Regions from separate parts of the Sus scrofa genome. Here region 1 is linked to region 2. The links are chromatin contacts, called in public promoter capture Hi-C maps. All regions are on one chromosome and are shown on one strand. Each heading gives the region's core, a stretch centred on a gene start, on an enhancer-like site or on the middle of the called end of the contact. The rest is flanking DNA. Distances are from core to core; before and after follow the strand shown. Region 1 holds the start of GOLGA7 (golgin subfamily A member 7). Region 2 holds the start of IDO2 (indoleamine 2,3-dioxygenase 2).

Evidence for each region. Promoter capture Hi-C pulls out the DNA fragments that hold promoters and counts their contacts.
Region 1: a promoter capture Hi-C map of liver shows a contact between it and region 2, with 5 times the contacts expected there. The contact joins the promoter of GOLGA7 here to the promoter of IDO2 in region 2. A contact is called at or near these places in 1 of 5 promoter capture datasets (liver) and 1 of 2 datasets of contacts at active chromatin or transcription factors (alveolar macrophages).

Annotation. Positions count from the first base shown.
Region 1 is chr17:10,620,842-10,625,687 of Sscrofa11.1, reverse strand. It overlaps GOLGA7 (golgin subfamily A member 7), which reads right to left and starts at 1,309. Exons shown (of 6, transcript XM_005672664.3): 1 at 1,286-1,309; 2 at 886-1,018. The coding sequence starts at 996.
Region 2 is chr17:9,274,077-9,278,440 of Sscrofa11.1, reverse strand. IDO2 (indoleamine 2,3-dioxygenase 2) reads right to left here and starts at 1,402. Exons shown (of 12, transcript XM_021077736.1): 1 at 1,158-1,402.

The DNA.
Region 1 (4,846 bases), core at 60-2,559, 1.3 Mb before region 2:
AGAGCCACAAAACCTGCTCTCATCTAACCAGAAATTGACCTCTGGACAGGAAACACACAGTAAGTTTTATCAGACAAAAGCTCAAGACCAAACACCCTTTCTCTGGGTGTGTGAACACCTGTAGGCACAAGAGAAAACACACTCTCACATACGCTCACTTCCCTGTACCTTTAAAGTAAGACAATGACCATCACCGTTATCTTCCCTAAGTCTGAAGAAAGGGAAAACACATCCCCTTCTGTAGGTAAGGTTGCCCAAAGGCCCCATCTTCTGATGACAATTTTGACGTGCAAGCCAACCCAACACAGGTGGCTCGCTGTGATCGGAACTGGGAGGGCCGAGTTGAGGGCCTCACTCTGAGATATTTCCCTGTCCAGGCTCATCCACTGCGCTGCGTTTTTCAGGTTCCAAGAAGGCCGGCCTGCACTGCATGGCACGGCACTTAATAAATCCTTTCTGCCCAGCAGCGCAGCTAGCACAGTGGCCACAAACGCCAGTCAGAATGATGATGACTTCGCTTGCGTGGTGAGGTTGGAGGATACAGTTTACAACACGCAGAGATAGGTGGCCTGGAGCGTCAGGAATTAGTTCCTCATCACTGTGGTCAATAACCCGAGGAGGGGTGGGGACGACTGGGGAAGACGGCGGCGCAGATTCCGGGCACTGGGCACCGTGTAATCCCATTCACTCATCAGACCCCAGGCTTGGCCTTATTCTTCCTCTCCAAACATCAGGGCTCGCTTAGTGGCCCTCTTCGAATGCTCCTGTCCCAGGCTCCCTCAGTGCCTGACCCTCCCAGAGCCACCAGGGGCACGGCGGCCGGGGGTCGGCCCGCACTCCCTGCCGCCCCACCCCAGAGCAGGTGCGGGGAGCCCGGATGCGTACCCGGTTCTCCAGCTCCGCGGGGAACTTGGTCTGGAACTGGCAGCGAGTGCCACTGCTGTAGTCTCGCTGAATGAAGACCTTCCCGGACACCGGCGCCTGCTGCGGCCTCATGGCGAGGACTAGACGGGCCGCGCTGCGGATTCGGGGGACACCAACCACGGTCAGATCCCCGGCCTGGAGCCAGGACTTCAACCCGCCAGCCGCGCAGACCCACCCACCTCCCAAAGCAGCCCAAGGGCTCCCCGCCCCACTCCCCTTCATCCATGCTGTCACCGCAGGCTTTCAACTACCTCCCGGACCCAGGCCCCGAGCCCCCCCCACAGCCCGGTTCGGCCCGGGAAACACGAACCCGCCTCCTCCACCCTCCAGCTGCTGTCGCGCCGCCTGCGCCGTCACTTACGTCCTGCCGCAAAATGCCTCTTTCCCCGCCCCGTAGCCGGGCCTCCTTCCTCAAGTCTAGGGCCCACCTTCTTCTACTGCCGTAAAGTGGCTCTGCCGAGGCTGCGTGCTGCGGGGCGGGACGCGAGCAGTGGGCGGGGCCAGAGTTGACCACGCCCACCCCGGCTCTTGGGAGTCCATCCGGAAGGAAAAGGCCGGGCTGGGCGGGGCTGTGGAGGGGTGCTGGAGGGCTTGGCGGCAGGGAGAGCGGTGGAGCGCGACCCCACCCAAGCCTACACGGGTTTGAGACTTGGGATTTCCCCGATGTATCACTTCCCTGGTGTGTCATTTACCTGTTGATCGCGGCGATATAGTTTCTGATCACTACTTTTAAGGGCTTATTTTCACTCTTGGTTGGAAGTCTCAGTTTGCACGTTGGACCCAACGCTACAAAAGAAATTGCTGGCGCACAGTTAGAAGTAGAAAGCAGGCTTGAGACCTGATCAGTTTGGCAGCAGGGCGGGAGGTAGAGAGGAGCGAGAACCTGCACGGGCTTCACTATCAAGCATCCCCTTCCAACTTTCCCTAAGGTAACTGTTGTCTTCTCTCCTACCCCAAAGATTTTCATCCAGCACCGCAGCCTCCACTCCTTGCAGGCTTGTCACTGGCGGTTGGCGCCCTCCCTGAGCTCAGCATACTCTGACAAGGCTGCCAGAGAAACCCCTTCTCTGTAGTCCCCCTTATCTTCTGTCGTGCTTTCTTTTTTGTTTTTTTCTTTTTGGCTGCATTCACGGCCTTTGGAAGTTACTGGCCCGGGACTGAATTTGAGCCGCAGCTTCAATCTATGCCACAGTAGTATGCTGCTCCTGGCTGGGGATTGAACCCGTGCCTTAGCAGCAACCGAAGCTGCTGAAGATACCACGTGTATCCTTAACCTGTTGCACCACAGTGAGAACTCTGGGTTTCAGTTACCCCGGTCAACTGCAGGCTCAAAATGTTAAATAGAAAATTCCAGAAGTAAACAATTCATGTTTCAAATTGTATACCTATTCTGTGTAGTGTGATGAAATCTTACTGTCAGCTCCATCCCATTGGGATCCCCGGTCTTCCAATCTTCCATGGCTGCAACTGACATCTAAGTATTGACATCAAGATCCAGGATCACCCAAATCAGATGATTCTCTTCTGATCCATTGTCAGAAGGTCAATATAGTAGCTAATGGATTACAAAGCCTACATCATTCACCTCATTATGGAACCATATGCAGAAACCAACTGCCCTGTCCAGTACAATAATAGCTGCATGCATGAGTTGTCTCACAGCAGGAGGTTCCAATAAGGAATACAGTGTTCACAAGCTGCTGCCCAAAAAGAATCTGGGAGGGGCCAAAAGGAGGGAGGAGATGCCAGCCCCATATATGTCCTGCCCACCTCCCAGAAACACTGGCACTGGATATCACCTTGGTTGAGCAATCCATGCACCACCAGGAAGGGCCCTGAATAAAGACGATGTGGTACATATATGTATAATGGAATATGATTTAGCCATTAAAAATAAAATAATGAACCTGAGACTGGAAGCCACGAGGCAGAGCAACTCATGGGTTCCCTTGGGTTCCCTTACCCTGCTGCTCTCTACCTGGGCACCCTTTACAATAACATCTTTTGCTTCGTCAGTACCTGTGTCTCCTTGGACAATTCATTTCCAAGTGTTAGACAAAAGCCTACTCAGGCCCTCCAAGCAGTCCCATCTCCCCTTCCCCCAAAACCTCACTTCATCTCATCACGTAAGCTTTTTATCATCATCTCACATTATCACAAGAGAGATAAGTGAGTCCAGTTCAGTAAGATGACTGGACAGACCACAGTCACAAAACTTTTATTGCAATATATTTTATAATTATTCTATGTCATTATTAATTATTGTTATTAATCTCTTAGCCTAATTTATAAGTTGAAATTTATCATAGGTATGTATATATAGGAAAAAACAATGTATATAGTGTTTGCTATATCTTCAGTTTCAAGCATCCACTGGTGGTAGTGAGGGGTCTTGGAATGTATCCCCCTTGAATAAGAGGGACCACTGTATAACTTGTTAGCACTGCTTTCTGATACTGTTATCAAAAGTGGGGTCTGGCTGCTCACTGCTGTAAAGCCAATAAAGAGGCCAGGTGGTGGAAAGGAAAGTTTGCTTTATTTCAGAGACCAGCAACTGAAGTAGGAGGGGGAGGGTGGACTCATGTCCAAAGGCCAACTCCCCCTTCCCCCACCCCCACACCCTGCTGACAAAGAGTGGGCAAGACTCTTTAAAGGGGAAGGTCAAGGGGTGTATAGGCTTAGGGAGGGGGCTACATACAGAAACAACACAGTCAGTTCTGATAGTCTTCTTGAAATTGATCATGTGGTGGTCTGATCAGCTATGTCTTGATTTAGCTACTATTAATCTTTAGTCCCAGGTTGGTTGGTTCCCATCTTCTTGAGCCAGTTCTCGAAAGTGTGGCAGCTTATGTCCTGGCTACTGTCTGGTCATCGTGTAGCTAACGTCTTCCACCTGGTGGAGGTTTTCGTAGCTGTAAAAAACAGCTCACAGATCATGGCAAGCAGCTCAGAATATGATCTACAGCCATTGAGAAGGAACTAAAGGTCCTTGACTTTGCTTAGTGACTCAGCTATTATTATCTGGTTTTGTCTGACTGCTTTCCTTTGCTTCTGCATTTTCTCACTTCTCTGATTAAACTTATTCTTTGGCTTAAGCTTTCCCACAGACAAAAGGAAAGTGGAGGACAGGGGAGAAGGACCATAAGGTCCAGCTCTTTCCCTATTGCCTACTATACATTTTAAAAATTTTCTCTTATTGTACTTAAAAACAGCTTTATGGAAGATAAATAGCATACAATAAACTGAACAACTTGATAAGTTCTGACATGTACACTACTGTGAAACCATCGCCACAATCAAGATAGCAAACATTCATTATCCTAAAAGGGTTCCCTGTATTCCTCTGTAATCCCCCCTTCCTGTCCCTCCCCAGCCCCTTTCCCCAGGTTCTCGTCTGCTTTCTGTCTCCATGCATTAGTCGCATTTCCCTGAATTTTGTTTGAAATGAATCATGCAGTATATACTCTTTTTCCTGGCTTCTTTCACATAGACTAATTATTTTGAGATTCATCTGTTGTTATGTTGTCAAGAATTCATTCCTTTTTGTTGCTGGATAGTATTCCATTGTGTGGGTATTCTATAGTTTGTTTATTCATTTCTCTTTTTTTTTCCTCCTTTTTTGGCCAACCAGCAGCACGTGGAGTTCCCCAGGTCAGGGATGGAATCCCACCAGGAGCTGCAAGCTACATTGCAGCTGTGGCCATGCCAGATCCTTAACCATTGCTCTGGGCTGGGGATTGAACCTGTGCCTCCACAGACACAAGCTGGATCATTAACCCACTTTGCCATAGCTGGTTTGCTTTTTTTTTTTTTTTTTTTTTGGCTGCCATGCAGCTTCTGGAGTTCCTGGGCCAGGGGTAAGATCCAACCTGTACTTTCAACCTATGTCACAGCTGCAGCAACCTCCACTGTGCTGGGTCCG
Region 2 (4,364 bases), core at 153-2,652:
GGAAATCTACTCAATAGTTTGTCATAACCTATATGGGAAAAAAGAATGGATGTATTTATATGTATGACGATACACTTTGTTGTGAACCCAAAATTAATTCAACATTATAAGTCAACTATACTCCAATAAAATTAAATTTAAAAAATACTCCCCTCAAAAAAAAAAAAAAAACTCTTAAGAAAACTATTTTAAAAAATGGAACCTAAACATGTACCTTGAAGAAACTGGCAATTAAATAATTTTACAGAATTATCTTTAATTATGCAAAAGGTACTCATCATGCTATGAAAAAATCATGAAAGTAACCTAAATGTTCAACAATACAAGATGAATTAAATACAGTTTTATGTGTTAAAAAAAAGAAAATGACATAGGATTTCCCTGGTGGCCTAGCAGTTAAGAATGCCGTCACTGCTGGGGCTTGGGTTTGATTCTTGGCCTGGGAAATTTGGCATGCCGTGGGGGTAGCCAAAAAAATTAAATAAATTTAAAAAATTGTTAAAAACCTGTCATTAGGAGTTCCCATTATGGCTCAGTGGAAATGAATCTGACTAGCATCCATGAGGACACCGGTTCGATCCCTGGCCTCACTCAGGGGATTAAAGATCTGGCGTTGCCATGAGCTGTGGTGTAGGTTGCAGACGCATCTTGGATCCTGAGTTGCTGTGGCTGTGGTGTAGGCCTGCCACAGCTCCAAATCAACCCCTTGCCTGGAACCTCCATATGCTTTAAGGCCCTAAAAAGACAAAAAACAGAAACAAAAAGCAAAAAGTCACCTGACATTAAAACAAACTCTCCTCTGCTGTTGTTGCTGCCACTTCTGTAGGCAATCACACTTTGCCTTATTTGTATTATCTGTCCCACATGAATGACTTGGTATTTAAATTACCTCTCTCTCTTTTTCTTTGTTTTCTTTCTTTCTTTCTATGGTATTTTTTTGTGTGTGCTGCACCCACAGCATGTGGAAATTCCTCGGCTAGGAATCGAACTCACAATACAGCAACAACCTGAGCTGCTACAGTGACAAGGCCAGATCCTTAACCCACTGAGCCATCAGGGAGCTCCATATATTACACCTTTTTAATGACCACACCCACTAAACAAATTAACACACAAATCAGCATCTTAAGAAACGTGCTCCAAGCCTCTATTCTTACCAGAGGATTTGGAAGAAGAAAGCCATACTCTTCAGAAATGTGAAATCTTTCTAAAGTCAATGGAGGTGTTGTCTTCAAATTCTGACTCTGTGGCTCCATAATTTTGTCTGAAGTATCCACACCGGGGCTGCTGCTAAGGAGACAACTGCTCCAAATGTATCAAAAGGCCAGGTTAAAGGAGTTTTCAAATGGTACCTTTTCCTCGCAGTTTTCTAGGGAACAGGGGAGAACCTTGGTCTGAGGTTAAATTCCACACTGTCCTGGACTTTCTCACGACACAAAGCTGAGTAAGCAAGGACTGCTGGTTAAAACAAACAGGCAGACAACTACCTCAAGTCAAAAAAAAAAAAAAAAAAAAAGAAAAAGAAAAAGAAAAAGAAAAAATCCCCTTTTTCTTTTCATACATGGGAATACAAAAAGATTGATTCTTTAAAGAAAAGATACAGGTGTTCTCGCTGTGGCTCAGTGGGTTAAGAACCCGACATAATCTCCATGAGAATTCGGTTCTGTCCCTGGCCTCGATCAGTGGGTTGAGGATCCGGCATTGCTCCAAGCAATGGTGTAGGTTGCAGATGAGGCTCGGATCCAGTGTTGCTGTGGTGTAGTCCTGCAAACGCAGCTCTTATTGGACCCCTGGCCCAGGAACTTCTATATACTATGGTGTGGCCCTTTAAAAAAAAAAAAAAAAAGATGCAAATGGGCACTTCTTATTTAAAAAGCAGAGACAGACTCACAGACTTGAAAAAGAAACTTATGGTTACCAAAACTGAAACATAGGATGGCGGAGTAAATTAGGAGTCTAGGATTAATCTATACACATTACTGTATATAAAGGAGATAACCCACAAGGACCTGCTATACAGCACAGGGAACTCTGCTCAGTACTCTGTCATAACCCAGATGTGAACAGAATCTAAAAAAGCATGCATATATATGTATGTATAGATGAATCCACTTTGCTGTACACCTGAAACTAATACACCACTGTAAGTCAACTATACTCCAATATAATACAAATAAAGCAGGTTGATTTTAAAACCAAAGATGTATCTGTTCTCCCTTGGGAAAGGGGAAATGAACAGGGTTTTTGGTGGCAGATGATCCCAGTCCCCTGACAGGAACTTAGTCCATAATGAACTTTGACAGCTGGATCTTTGTGTCAAAGGGGTAAACTATTAAAACTGAAAGTTAGTTACATTTAGACAAATATTTCAGTGATTGGACATGAGCGGACTGGGGAGACCCTAAATACATATCAGAACCTCAGAGGTGTTTTGTACAGCATATTCTAAGATTAGGATTATTTTGATTTTACCTTAAGTAATACCATTACTTATTTTTGAAAGCTTCAATGACAGTTAAAGGAGGATATATAATTCTGTTAAGTTTAACAAATGAGGTAACAGGTAATAACCAACTTAAGAAAAGCCAACAGAATATTTGATTTAATCCTGCACATTTTTTTTTTTCTTTTTATGGCTGCACCTGCAGCATATGGAAGTTCCCAAGCTAGGGGTCCAATCGGAGCTTCAGCTGCCGGCCTACTCCACAGCCACAGCCACAGCAACAAAGGATCTGAGTCTCCTTTGCAACCTATGCCACAGCTTGTGGCAATGCTAGATTCTTAACCCACTTAGTGAGGCTAGGGACTGAACCCACATCCTCAAAGAGACAACATTGGGTCCTTAACCCATTGAGTCACAATGGGAACACCTAACCCTGTACTTTCATTAAACATCTTTGAGAACGGAGCCCTAAGATGGGAGATTTTATATATGAACCAGATTCTACCAGATCCATTTTACAGATCAGTAAACTGAGGCACACCCATGTGAATAACTCCATGGACTGGAGCTCCACTAATTACTGGCTGAGTGAGTACTACAGTTGTGGTATCTTGATTTCCAAGCCATTCCCCTATTCACCAGTTTAGGCTGCCAGGCTGTCTGTCAAAGATGCCATCATGGTTTGAATTCACTTCAATATGGAGCCCATTGATAAGTTCCAGACCATAGATATGCACTGTGACAATTCTGAAGACTCTGCATTTTGTCCACTTGGACCCTGAGCTTAGGTCTTAAGGTTGTAAACAAGTTTATTTGGAAGCTAATTTGTCTACCCATGTCTTCTTCTCCCTTCCTTTCTCTGAGATAAGTATAAAAGCTAGGAGCAGAAGTGTTCTGATAATTCATGTAACAGTTTCCACAACCACGACCAAAGGTTCTACTTGGAAGATGGCATCTCAAAGGTACTCTAATTGATTTGTGGTTCATTAAACCCTAAGAGCCATCCTCAGTTATTCACTGCTTCTCAGCCCACACCCAACCAGTCTCAAAGATCAGTATCTTATGCCTCTTTTTTTTTTTATTATTATTATTAAATGCAGTTTGCCCAACTTCATGTGGTTAATCACCTACTTGTTCTTTACTTCAATCTCAGATGAAAAGAAGGCACAGTTATCTTTCTTTACACTGGTCATGTAATTGTTTCATCCATTCCCTCTGCATCCTCTCAAGAATTTACTGTGCTATTATAAAAGCATGGAGGCAGAAATAGCAGAACTGAAAACAATGTTATAGAATAAATGATCTAGTTCAATACTCTCGTAAACACATGCAAAACCCTGAGAGTTACAGGAGTGAGATGAGTTAGCAAATGTCTTTGGAGTTCACATCAGAATTGGATTAGAATTTGAACTTGCTTCCTCTCAGCCCACAACTTTTCCACTCAGCCCACTCCTGCAGGCCTCCCCAAGAATGAGTTTCTGCTCTATCTTCTCTTAGCTGTAGGCTTTTGTGAGTTTTTTTTGGCAGTGCCCACAGCATATGGAGGTTCCCAGGTCAGGGACTGAGCCCGAGCCACAGCAGGGACCCAAGTTGCTGCAGTGACAACACCGGATCCTTAACCCACTGCACCACAAGAGAACACCGGCTATGTTTTTTTCTTTCCTTCCTTCCTTCTTTCTTTTGTGTGTGTGTGTGTGTGTGTATGTTTTATTTTTTTTTTTTTAAATTTTTCATTATAATTTATTTTTTTTCCCACTGTACAGCAAGGGGTTCAAGTTATCCTTACATGTATACATTTTTCCCCCAGGCTTTGTTCTGTTGCAATATGAGTATCTAGACATAGTTCTCAATGCTACTCAGCAGGATCTCCTTGTAAATCTATTCTAAGTTGCGTCTGATAAGCCCAAGCTCCTTTCTTTCT